2 separate regions of the Xenopus laevis genome follow, and region 1 is linked to region 2. Evidence: chromatin contacts called from public Hi-C data. All regions are on one chromosome and are shown on one strand. Each heading gives the region's core, a stretch centred on a gene start, on an enhancer-like site or on the middle of the called end of the contact. The rest is flanking DNA. Distances are from core to core; before and after follow the strand shown. Region 1 has its middle 23 kb from the start of foxl2.L. Region 2 overlaps pik3cb.L (phosphatidylinositol 4,5-bisphosphate 3-kinase catalytic subunit beta isoform).

Evidence for each region. A called contact is a pair of places that touch in the nucleus more often than the background predicts.
Region 1: a contact with region 2 is called in a Hi-C map of the XTC cell line, with 6 times the contacts expected there. The contact joins two enhancer-like sites. A contact is called at or near these places in 2 of 4 Hi-C or Micro-C datasets (the XTC cell line and animal cap).

The regions. Positions count from the first base shown.
Region 1 is chr5L:137,905,138-137,912,321 of Xenopus_laevis_v10.1, forward strand. No RefSeq gene overlaps it. Among protein-coding and RNA genes, the nearest start is that of foxl2.L, 23 kb to the right of the region's middle. Within about 2 kb of position 3,739, at least 1 of the 7 cell types and tissues checked has an H3K27ac peak or open chromatin away from gene starts, as enhancers often do.
Region 2 is chr5L:137,779,734-137,786,397 of Xenopus_laevis_v10.1, forward strand. pik3cb.L (phosphatidylinositol 4,5-bisphosphate 3-kinase catalytic subunit beta isoform) reads right to left here. Exons shown (of 25, transcript XM_018263924.2): 14 at 2,866-3,054; 15 at 1-34. Among protein-coding and RNA genes, the nearest start is that of LOC121393826, 24 kb to the left of the region's middle. Within about 2 kb of position 4,793, at least 1 of the 7 cell types and tissues checked has an H3K27ac peak or open chromatin away from gene starts, as enhancers often do.

The DNA.
Region 1 (7,184 bases), core at 2,489-4,988, 120 kb after region 2:
CACTGGCAGAAATGAAATAAAGACGCACAGAGATGGACGGGCCAAAAGGCAAACCAGGAGAATGCAGGGAGGGAGGTGCGGGGGGGGGGGGGAGTAAAGGGTGGGCAATGCGGTTATTTATAACGTCTCTGCTGTGCAAAATTACAATAAGGACAAACAGGTCCTATAAATGGAGCCAAAATAAAGCAAATAGTCACATACAAAGATAGTCACATACAAAGATTTTGTAAGTCTAGGGATTTCAGTTGTGCTATAACATATTCAAAAATTATTTATCAGACCTTAATGAAAGCTGCTTCAGCCCTAATTCAGTTTATTGCACAAGGCAGCCCACATATAGCAGCCTCATACCTTCCTTGCATCCTATGGTCTGCCCCCTTGTTATTTGGGATCTAACATCAGCAGTGGGGTTGTTGGGGCCTGTGCTCTGGCATCAGGGGCTTATATCTCAACGAATAAGGATGTGCGCTATGTAACTTTCTTATGTTCTATGCATTAAGCTACAGACCTGAACATAGTTCAAGAGAATTAGTTGATATTTGGTACACATGGGATAATAATGATCAAAGTCCAGTAAACCATTCCAGCCTATCAGCAGTTAGATCACAGCAGACAAGGGTCACATTGTACATGCCCATATTAAAGGGGTGGTTCGCCTTTAAATTAACTTTTAGTATGTTATAGAATGGCTAATTCTAAGCGACTTTTCAATTGGCCTTCATTGTTTCTTTTTTTTTTATAGTTTTCCTCTTCTGACTCTTTCCAGCTTTGAAATGGGGGTCACTGACCCTATCTAAATGCTCTGTAAGCCATTTTTTTCAAATTCAGGCCATCTCGTAGGGTAACTTGGACCCTAGTAATGAAGACTTGAGAGCCGCTGAATATAAAACTAAATAACCCAAAAACCACAAATAATAAAAAAATTAAAACTGATTGCAAATTGTCTCTGAATATCACTCTCTACATCATACTAAAAGCTAATTTAAATGTGAACAACCCATTTAATGCCAAGTAATAATGTAACATTAAGCAAACTATTGTTTAATTTTAAAATACAAACTGAATATAGTGCAGTACCGGGAGTTTTCACCTTGCTTACAATTAAATAGTTGTAAATTTCCACTGGGGTTCCAAACCCTTCCATTAACATATGTTATAGCTTTAAACTAATGTGTATAAAGTGCATCAGGTGTACAACATTTCAAGGGGCTCCTACCTCCCTTACTCAGGTGCAAAAGAACCTAATGAAACCTAATGAAGAATATTTTTTATTGTTGCACTTTCCTGTTATTGTCCTGTTGCTTGGCAGAAAGAGCATGCAGTGTTTCACATCGCTCACTAGAGGGCAGCCTGTCTGCTGGTTTCTATTACAGTTGCAACATTGTTTTGGACTTGCCAGCAAAAAAACGTAAGTAGTAATTATGTTTATGTGGATCTGCAAATCAAACAGACATAATTTGGGGCCTGCAAAAGTTTTTCCTGTATTGTATTGTTATTATATGAGCAGAATTGGAAACCCCCTGCTTATTGCCATTGCTTAGAGAATCTGAAATTCTGCAGGTGTCCGGGAGTTCGTCTATTGCTGGGGAGCCGGACAAAAGTGCTGTAATACTTTCATTCCATAGAGCAGCAATGTACCTGCCTACAGACATGAGGCCTCCTGATTACTTTTCATACCTGAGCTACAAGGAATAGTTTTATGCAATGGGTAGGTCTTCTTATTAATAATATATTGATCAGGATGCTACTTGCCCTTTAAAATAATACATTAATAATATAAACTAATGGATTCATTTTAAAAGTATAAACCAAATGAGTATGTTGTTAATGTGATTTTGCATTAGAGTCCTGGCCAGAAAAGGCTGCATGGGCCATCAGAATCAATGGATCTATAGGGTACAGGCAGGGGTGTAACTACAGAGGAAGCAGACCCTGCGGCTGCAGGGGGCCCCAGGAGGTATATTGAGCAATTTCAACATATATTTGTATAAAGGTCAACCTCTAGATATATTGGGTGGGGCTCTAAAATGAATTTGCAGTGGGGCCCAGTAACATGTAGTTACGCCACTTGGTACAGCTTGCTGTGAGGGTGGGATGGCATAAATATCACCCATATCCAACGTCTGCACAACTCCCATCTGTTTCCAACAGCCAAGGTCTATTATAGGTGCTTGTTCCCCTACTTTGTAGCCTTCGCTATCCAAAACTGCCTGAAATCACTGTGCCCGATGAATACAGGTGGAAAGCAACTTGCTGGGTATTTCTGTAATCTTATTTTGAGTTATGTGAGGCCCTGCCTAAATGTTGCACCTCGAGAGAGAGAGAGAGGGCTGGGGCTTGAACTTGACAAGGTCAGAAAACCTGAGCCATGGTGACTCACATTTTTAAAAACTATTTATAACAGGTCCCATTCCAGTTTGATATAATTCTAAGAAAAAAAACAATTAGGCTAGGGCCACACGGGGCTTAAATCAGCTAGCCGAAATCCGCTGGCTGATTTCAGAGAGATTTCTCTCTCTTCCACACTGAATCACCTCGTGTGGTCTTCAGCGACAATCCTTGAGCCGAAATCCGCCGTCTTTTCACAACAATGTGGAAGAGAGAGGGGGCTATTGCTCGTGGTAGAGCTGAAATCAGACAGCAGATTTCGGTTTACTAATTTTGGCCCCCATGTGGCCCTAGTTTTACACTTAGTAATATTAATAGTTTTTCTAGTAGCATGAGGGGGTGTGTTTAATTCTGACTCCGTAGGCTGGTGGCACACAGTAAGATTCGGGGGAGATTAGTCGCCCAAAAGCACTGCGTATCTTGACAGCGCTATATAAATAAATGATGATGATGATGATGATGAACTTCTTCGGGTGACTAATCTCCCTGCAATGCCTTCCCACTGGCAAGAATGTGAATCGCCAGCAGGATAGCATACTTAGCTTTGTTTTTCTGTTCGCCCGAAGTTTGCTTGTGAGGAAACTGTGGGCGACTTCGGAAAATGAAGCAGTATGTATGCAATTCTGCCAGCGACAAATCTCCTCTTCTTCAGGACGACTAATCTCCCTGAACTGCCTTCCCTTGCCTTCCCACCGGCTAGAATGAAAATTGCCGGCAAGATGTCAATCAGAGCGATCCGTTTTCTGAAGTCACCCAAAGTTTCCTTGTGAGGCGACAAATCTCCTCTTCTTCGGACCAATCTCCCCGAACTGCCTTCCCCTGCCTTCTCACTGGCTAGAATGAAAATCGAGGGAAGAAAAGATAAGGGATAAGGGATGCGAAAATCAGATGCTTTTATTTATTTGCTTATCACACCCCCCTCACTGTTATTGTTTAAACAAATCATCAGGCTGCTGTTCTGGGGTATTAACCCTTTCCATGACTGCTGTGGGATTGCAGTTTTCCATAGATCTGTACATGGAAACATAGAATCTACAGCTCTGGAATTTGGTAATTGGATTGCCGGCACCTTCGGTTCTACAATCTACAGTGTGTAATGGGTTAAAGAGCTAAGGAGGACCGTTGAATTTTAGTTCTATGGCACATCTGGCAATTTTGCTATCACGGTACTGTCAGGCAGAACCGCAGCAGTCAAAACACCCTTCCCCTGACTGTCATCGTTATCATATGATAAACATGGGAAATATTTGCCTATGGCAGACACTGGTGGTGACGGGAAGGGCAACTGACAGTGTCTGCCTTAGGCAGTGCATTTCCCATTCTTTTGAATGGGGAACAGTGACATGTACGGAACCACTGCCTGAAAGCACTGAGACAGTCCCTTTGCCAGGTGTGCCCCAGGCCATAGACTCTTCAGAAGCCATTCAGCTGGGATTAAAACAGTAGAAAACAGTCGGTGGGACCTGGTATATGAGGGAATATGCAACAGGACAGTGGCAATCTTCTTTTTTCCCCAGAATTAAAGAAATTCAATTTAAATGTGATCTAAAATAATCTACTGTACATTAAAAGGGATTTAATGACATGGAAAAATATATACCTTAAAAAAATAGATATTTTGACAACACATAAAGGGATACGAGCAACAAGCCAGCAATCTAATTGGCTGAGGGAACTGAAAGTCCAGATCGTGCTCCATAGGGGGTAATGGACTGGGAGTTTCTGACAAGTTCAGTTAGAGAGGGAGGTAAACACCTAATCCAAACACACACGCCGGCTGCCAAACCATTAACAGGATTCGGGTAAAAAGCTGCTTTTTATTCCCTGTCATCTAAAATATTTCATCTCTGTTAACCCTTGACACCCAGAATGGCAATTCCTGTATGGCAGAACCAGCAGGGGAGAGGATCCTTTAAACATCACTTATAACTCATTCATATTTTCAGTATATTTATTTCCCAAGTGAATATACAAAAATAAACAAAATAGATGATTTCCCAATGCGAGGAATACATTTTATTATTTCTTTTTGCTGCTCTTGGAGAAACACAGGAGATGGGCAGATAAAAAAGAGCTGATATGTATGTGCCACAATATAGGAACCTCTAATTCTGCTGAATTAAAAAAATAATAAAAAATAATAAAAAAAAATATTCAGCTGACAATATTCTGATCCTTTCAAAAATGGCAAATGAGTAAGTTTTTGGAAAATATACTTAGAAAATAGAACAGATTTTTGTTGTAACCTTATATACTGTACGTCTTTTTTCATATACATATATTTTGTGTCTTGTGTGATGGTTCAATTTTTAAAATGTGTGAAAAAGTTTGGTGTAGTATTTAACAGTATGTGAATGTGTTACTCAGGGTGACCAGGCTGTGACAGTAACATCTATGTGTTAGTTCTTCTATATAGTATTGAACTTTTAATAAGGACACGTCCTGTTCAAATGTCAGGAGGCTAATGCTGGGATTATGAGATGTGTTAAATTAATCTGTCTATAAATGATTCTCTAGAAATCTTTGCTGCTGTTAATCTGCAACTAATACTTGGTGTAACCTGAAAGCAGAAAATAGAACACTTCGCCGTAATATTCAATTGCGTTACCTATAGTACCTGCAGTAATATTAAGAATGTGACTTCCTTTGTTCAAGGTTGTTATTGTACAGGTATAAGATCAGTTTTTCAGAAACGCATTATCCAGAAAGTTCCGAATTACGGGAAGCTCGTCTCTAATATACATTTTATTCAAATAATCCAAATTTTTAAGAATGATTTTCTTTTTCTCTGTAATAATAAAACAGTACCTTGTACTTGATCCAAACTAAGATATAATTAATCCTTATTGGAAGCAAAACCAGCCTATTGGGTTTATTTAATGTTTACATGATTTTCTAGTAAACGTAAGTATTAAGATCAAATTACGAAAAGACCCATTACCCAGAAAGTGCCAGGTCCTGAGCATTCTGGATAACAGGTCCCATACTTATATTTTCTAACTCTAAATAAAACAAAAAAACAAGACAGACATGAAAATTCTTCATAAGCTTCTCAAAAAGTACACCTTCTGTTTATTCAGTTATGTGAAGAAGTTTCACTTCTTCCACTAATAAATATTTTCATAGATGCACGTTCTTACGAAAAACCATTTCTTTTTCTTTTTTATTTTTAAGGAGGTTAAACCACTGGTTTGTAACTTTAAATCTTGTTTAGTAGAAGAGCTCCTGAATTTGATTTACAGAAATAGCATCAATGTATGGCAGAGTGTTAATATAATATAGTCAATAGAAGCCTGTCTAATAAAGCCATAAAATGTTCTAAAATGGAGCAGGGGTTCGTACTGAATAATCTAAAATATTGTTTTCAGAGAATGCGGAGTTTACAGCACTGAGAGCAAATAAATGAAAAGCAATGAAGCGGCAGCCTCGATTCTCTAAACAAAGGGAAAACATTAACCCTGGAAATATTTACTCAGTAAGAATTAATGTTTTAATTGTCTAAACTGTCAAAGAAAACTCTAAAAAACATAATCTATGTGTGTATGTATATATATATATATATATATATATAGATATATATATATATATATATATATATATATATATGTATAGTTCTGCACTCACTTGTCTTTGGCAATTAAATTAAAAATATTTAATTAATCATATGCAAAGTTCAATTTTTATCAACGACAACAAGACCATTATAATGAATATATATATATATATATAATAATTTTTTTTCCCAAATACAGTAAATTCTTGTGAAATTAATTTAAAAGTAAACCTTGTTTAAAAAAGGTGAATAGATTTTGAGAAGTCAATAGTACAGCTAAGGAACTTGTTATGCAGAATACTAGGGTCCAGATAACAGATCTTTCTGTAATTTGGAGCCTCATTCCTTAAGTCTACTAAAAAATTATGTAAACATTAAATAAACCCAATAGGTTGATTTTGCTTCCAGTACGGATGAATTATGGGATCAAGTACAAGGTACTGTTTTATTATTACCGAGAAAAAGGAAATCAATTTTTAAATGTTGGATTGTTTTATTAAAATAGAGTCTATGGAAGATGGCCTTTCCATAATTCTGAGATTTCTGGATAACAGGTTTCTGGATAACAGATCCAATACCTGTATTTTCTAGTTAATACCAATTCATATATTGATCAATGCAATGCTGTAATTAGTCAGCATTTTTTGCCATTTTTTAACTACAAAAGTACACGACTTCAAATAAGCATCTTGTAACACATTTAATATGGAGATATTTCAGAAAATGACTGGATCTCAGTTTATGGTAATAATTAAACCCAAAGAGTTTTTTTTTAGTTCAAGTCAAATCTCTGGCTTACGCTATATATCTAAATATATTTTCGTCTTCTATGTTTAACATAATTGCATTAAAAAAACCTTTTTATATTGCCTTTAATGTTGCCATCATTTTATATAGGTCTATTGTATAATGAAAAGGGAATCATGGCATGATTAATTGACCTTAATCAATGTCAGAAAAGTATACATTTTTTTGTTAAAAAAAAAAAAAACAATGGCACAATTAGTCTAAAATATATATTTTATTTATTACAATAATAGTTATTATTACTTGTAAAATAACAACAATAATAATAACAACTACTACTACAACAACAATAATAATACAGGTACGGGACCTGTTATCCAGAATGCTCGGGACCTGGTGTTTTCCGGATAACAGATTCCATACCTGCAATAATAATAATGATGTTATATGATGTATTTTTCATCTGTGCGATATTTATATCTGAACAGGTACAACC
Region 2 (6,664 bases), core at 3,543-6,042:
GTAGTTTGGACCAGATTTGGAGAAGAGCTTGAAGCTTGAACACAATTGAAATTGAAGAAAAAATGTGAAATGTGTGTGTTGTTGATCACATCTAAACCCTATGTCTCTGCAAATGACATATCACAGAGTCGCTGACAACTAAGAAGCCATTTTTCATACATTGGGAATTGTACAGTAGCTTCCCTTGTTTACCATGGCCTTGTTTTTGTCCATTCCAGAACTGGCAGCCAGTGCTAAAATAATGTTTCTGGGCAACTACAGGTCTAGTGCAAACCTTAGGGCCGGACTATGATATAATATAAAAGGCTACAGTTTAATCTCGGAAATAAACATACTTAAAAAAAAAACAAAGTTTAAGATATATATAGATGTTTCTCTCCAAAAATGTTCAGAAGATTGGTTGGTTGAACTCTTAAAATGATAAACAAATGTGTGCTGTGAAAAGCAAGGTATTCAGACCAGTCCCTGTGGGTATAAAGAAGCTGGAGGAATTTTCCAGGCGCACCGCTTATTAACCCTGCGGAGTGTGTCTCTGCTTCCTTATTTATCACACTATTGTGTGCTTGTCTCATGGCAGACAGGACAGGAAGTTGTTGTGTATGAAATCCCAGCCCTGTTTTGTTATCTTTGCACCTGGACTTCTACATTTAGAACACGGAGCTTCCAAACTATTATGTTTCCACCCAAAAGCAATATACAGAAGAAAACGAGGTTAAGATAAGGTAGACTGAAGGCTAAAAACATATTAGACTTTTGCACAGCAGTGACTGCTGGTGTGTAGTCTTCTGGCTAAACTACAAGTCCCAGAGTTGTTAGCAGTTGAAGGGATTCTGTCATGAGTTTTATGTGGTGTAGATTTTATTTCTAAAATACACTGTTTACACTGTAAATAATCCACTCTACCATATACAATTTAATTCCTGAACCAGCAAGTGTATTTTTTTAGTTGAAATATTGGTGTAGGCAGCCATTTCAGGTCATTTTGCCTGGTGATGTGCTTTCAGAAAGAGCCAGCACTTTAGGATGGAACTGCTTTCTGGCAGGCTGTTGTTTCTCCTACTCAATGTAACTGAATGTGATGCATTGGGACCTGGATTTTTGCTGCTACCTGGTTACCTTCCCACTGTTCTTTTAAGCTGCTGGGTGGAAAGGGAGGGGGTGATATAACTCCAACTTGCAGTACAGCAGTAAAAAGTGACTGAAGTTTATCAGAGCACAAGTCACATGACTGGGCTCAGCTGGGAAACTGACAATATGTCTAGCCCCATGTCAGATTTCAAAATTAAATATTAAAAAATCCGTTTTCTCTTTTAAGAAACAGATTTTAGTGCATAATTCTGCTGGAGCAGCACTATTAACTGATGCATTTTGAAAAAAAAACATGTTTTCCCATGACAATATCCCTTTAACTAACTCCTCTAGAAGAAGAAATACATGGCAAAAGAATGTCAACAATTATTTTTAGCAAAAGGTGTGAACGTGAACCTATTTATAAGCCTTCTCCCCCCCATTTGTGCTGGTGCAGGTCTGGTTTATCCAAGGAATATTTTAGCAGTAAGTATAATTGCAGCTACCCGTGAGCAGAAACTGCCATGGAATATAATAAGAAAATTGTTTTATCAGAAAGGGATAATGTACAAGTCCTGAGATTTATATAGTGCTTGTGTATGTGGATCTGCGCAGGGACTAGTAACAGAATGGCATTTATCTGACAGGCTTTCAAGCTTTTGGAAGTCCCTGAGCCAAAGTTTGGAAGGAAGCAGAGGTCTAAGTGACCTGAGATGAGTGAGGAAATTCCAAAAATACAGCTCTCTGCGTGTTTACATTCCGTTGCTGCAAATCTGGAAGGGAAGTGAGGGCTTTAGAGGAGCTCTGTGACCAGGAGAGATAATCGGCATTCAGAATGTGAGGACAAGAGGACGCCCAGAGACCAAAGGATGTCTAAAAACAACTCTGCACCCACACAACCTGCAATCAGCGAGTACAGACAGGAAACCCTGTTTACAGCCGGGCCAGCTGCACCGTTTCATTCTCATTGCCCGCTTTAGGAACCATATTTACTCACTCACTTCATCATCATCATTACTATCTTTAATGTACTTATAGTGCCAGCAAGTCGTGTGACTCTTTACACCAGGGATCTGCAACCTTGGCTCTCCAGCTGTTAAGGAACTACAAGTCCCACAATGCAATGAAGGAGTCTAATGAAGGAGTCTAAAGGCAAATGCATTGTGGGACTTGTAGTTCCTTAACAGCTGGAGAGCCAAGGTTCCAGATCCCTGCTTTACACTATTCGTTTAGCAAAAACGAGTCTTGGACTAATGGAATAAATATGGGTTTGGAAATGACAGTAGAGGATAAGAAGGTCTTGCTCACCCAAGACTCATTTAAAATTATTCATAACTACTATATGCTCATCATTCTAAGCCTGGGATCTCATTGATAATTCAGCTAAGAGAGAAGACACTCAGAAGTGGCCCTGTGTGAATAAACTTTCGCCACTATATTTACAGGTGTTCTGTAATAAGTCTTTATTTATTCCCTGGGCATTGATCATGCAGTTACTGCAGCTGGCAGTTGTACTTCAATAGGAGCTGGGACATTTCTGGTTCATACAATGGTTGGTAAATGAGAGGTAACACAATAAATATGATCCCTCTGTATGAAGTTATGAAAGAAACGACTTGGTGATGCATTAGCTTAGATCAGAATATATAATATATATATATATAATATATATATATATATATATATATATATATATATATATATATATATATATATATATATATATATAAAATATAATGGGACTCTTATTTTATCCAAAGCAGAACAAACAAACCCTGTGTATCCAGGCAACAATACCTGTGCCACATCCTCCAGCTTGTTCCACTTGACAGACAAGAGAAGCTTGGGCAGTGAGCCGGGAAAGTTCTCTCTACAGTCGTACCGCAAGGTCCAGATCAAATCTTTCTCATTCTCACACAACTGGCACAGAGGGTCCCGTTCCATGATCTCCTTGAGTTCAATATTAAACTTTTTCCCACCACGTCCCTAGAAAAAAAACAAAAAAAACCTCAAGACATGCTGATATCTAAAAACAGCCTTTGCCATACAGAAGAAAGGTAAGTGAAGAGGCCTGGAATATATGAAAATAAAGCTGGAATATTTTTTAAAATAGAATTTGTTGAATACCAACCAAATGATTGGGCTTGACAAATTCAGGAGTAATTAAGACACACTTAGAGAGATACAAGGAGCTTGTGAATAGGTTAATTTAGCAAACATGGAACTGCTTGAGACCATGTCTACCCTCTACTATCCCATATAGTAGCACCATATTGGCATCCAAATGATGACCATGGAAGTGTTGGTGGAATAAACACAATATCGGCACGTGTCCGGAATGCTGGTGCTTTTTAAGGAAATATATAATGGTAGCCTGTGTACTGGGATAAGGGGCAATTTAGGGTCTATGGAATCCTTTAAAACTCTTGCTACTTTACTGTCCCATTAAACTCCCATTAAATACAGTATTATCGCGTACAAACACAGTGCAGCCTACAATCTGTCCTGTATACAAAGTCACAGTAATGGCAGTGTCAAAGAGTCACTGGTCACTGAGCACACAGGGCTTATTTTGGCCAGAAGCAGCTTGTTTTTGCACTTTCTGAATGAAAATGCTCAGAGCAACCTATTCTCTGCTGCCAGTGGAGGAAACACACTGCACTTTTATTATGGTGAGGATGCTTCTGGAGTAGCCAAGAACCTGGGTAGGCACAACAACAATGTAATATATAAATGAGTTTTGAAAATAGAATTAGGCCATATATATTCCAAATTGTTTTGGACTTGGTCATTCCAATTTAAAGTTATACTGACACTAAAAAAATACTTTTTAAAATATGAATGTACATTAAAAGTTACCTATAGGTAATGTTGATGTTTTTTTTTCTGAGAGGTTTGTTTTTGTAAGTAATTGTTACCGTAGTTGAAGTTTCTAAACCTGACTGTTTTGCCAACCTGACTGTTGGCAAAGTTAAATTTTCTAATGCTAACGGACTCCTGCTGCACAAATATGGCAGCCCCCTCATACAGGAACATGGGGCATCAGACAGGTAATGTAAAAGGAGTGTGCAAATACTTTATGGCAAAGTTATAAGTAGCTTTCAAAGCCAATATTATGATAGATGTAAAATAGTTTAATTTCTAGTGTCAGTATCTCTTTAAAGTCTTTTCCCCAGAATTACCATGAGGGGGCAGTGTTACCCTATTAGACAATCTCCATTAAGTCAGGAAGTTGCAGAAATAAAGACAGATCTCTTTTCCTGCACTTATAGGCATAAGTCTGTAATAACTTTAGGAAGGGTAGTGTTTCCTCTGCATCAGCAAAATCTGAAATGGTGACACGGAGGGCACATTTTATGACCCACTGATATTTTTTTTTGCATCAGGGAAACTGGAGACTTAATCAATTTGGCAACAAGTGAATAATACTGGGGCAGAGCAGAAGGTGTTACAGGTATCTTAAAATACACGGAAACTTGGCAAGTGCATGTAAAGTACTCTAAAGCACAGGTGCCATTGGACTGCCTGCATCTATAGACTTTTGCTATGGAAGTCTGGCTACATGCAACTCTCTAAAGCCCTGGTGTGTAGGGTGGTGTAGAAGGACAGTACAATGCAGGGACTTTCTCATAGATTCTATTGACTTTTTGGGCCTGAATATCCTGATCACTGAATCTCCTGGGGCACAATTGTGTGGCACACAAGAGGTGTGACGGACCTAGCCAACCACTCCCCTCGGTGCACCTAGGTGCTTCCCTACTGCAATGTTCCCAGGAGCAACACCAATATCTGTCAGGAACAGGATATCTCTCTCTCTATACTACTTGCTGCAGCACTCCATAAATATGTGTATGGGTCCGTACGTACATTTCTATATATTTAGTAAGGATGCACTGAATCCAGGATTTAGTTTGGGATTGGCCGAATCCAAGTTTCTGGCTGAACCGAATCATCACATGACTTTTCGTCACAGAAAGACAAAAACTTCTTAGCCACTCGATGTGCGCACGGTTCTCTCCCCCCCCCGTATTACCCTAATTTACATATGCAAATTAGGGTTTGGATTCAGTTCAGTATTCGGACGGATCTTTCACAAAGGATTCTGGATTCAGATGAATCCTAAAATAGTCAATTTGGTGCATCCCTAATATTTAGGGGGTAGACTGTAAAAGGAGACAACAAAGAAAGGAAAGAAGGAAAAAATTGAACAGAAAGATAGAAAACAGGAAAGAGAACAAGGAAACTGCACTGTAATGAAGTATGCCCATACATGGGCCAATAAAAGTTGCCGATCTATATCTGGCCAAAATTCAGCTGTCTTATCAGGCAGATAAGAAAATTCCTTTGAGAAAGGACAATATCATCCCATTGACATCTACACTTAGCTTCACACATTCCCTCATCCTACATGCCCAAGATGCGGAACAAAGCTGCAAGTAAAGTATACCAGGACACACAATATTATTTTTGGGGACAAAGTGTGTGTTGAAGTTGGTAAGAAACTGCCAGAGAAATCAAACTATACCTAGGAGGCCACAGTCCAGTGTCCTGTTAAAACAACTGTCCTTGGCATACACATGCGGTATTATGACTGGCTGCTAAGTCAAGTATTTGCTGAACAGATTTCCCAACACGCCAGACTGTAACTGTAATATCAGGTTGTTCAGTACAGTAGTCATTTCTTGTACATTTAAAGGCATAATATTGATTTAGCTTGTGCAACAATACACAATGACAATCATAGATATATAATTGTATTGCATTATTTATGCAATATCTATAATTCTATTGAATTATCTATGTACGTGATCATGTATTCAGGCAAATTGGTATATTCATGATAGGCATGCACTATTTTGGATTCGGACGAACCCCCGAATCCTTCGCCAAAGATTCCACCGAATACCGAGTTGAATCCGAATCCTAGTTTGCGTATGCAAATTAGGGGTGGGAAGGGGAAAACATCTTTTACTTCCTTGTTTTGTAACAAAAAGTCATACGATTCCCCTCTCTGCCCCTAATTTGCATATGCAAATTAGGATTCAGATTCGGTTTGGCAGGCAGAAGGATTTGGCCGCATCCTGCTGAAAAAGGCCAAATCCTGGATTCGGTGCATCCCTAATTTATGATTTTATGCTGCTATACCAGCCCAGCTTAGTAGTACAAACAGACAAGACAGTAGAAGTAGAACAGATAGTAGATAACTCTGTGCTTACTGAGGGATCCTTCCATGTAATTATTATTTTTACAAACAACACATTTTATACTGATATCGGTATCCTATAAAGGGCTAATCTCTAACCCAAGCCTCCAAAATACAGCCGTCAATGAAAGCTTCCTAGCCTCTGTAGAGTAAAACTTGCCCCAGGGCAGCAATTAATAATTAACTTTCTAGTTTACCATTAAACAGTGGACTATTTAAGAGCAAGCCCAGAGAGACAGCAGTGCAAATTATTGCTCGTTGTGCTTTCATGGCAGGTGAAAAGGCTTGTGAAAAGGCAACTGTCATCACAATAAAAATACTCAGAATTGTTGGGTGAAGTTAAAGAATAAATTGAATTAGTCTATCCATAACAGTTACTTTTTTTTTTATTAT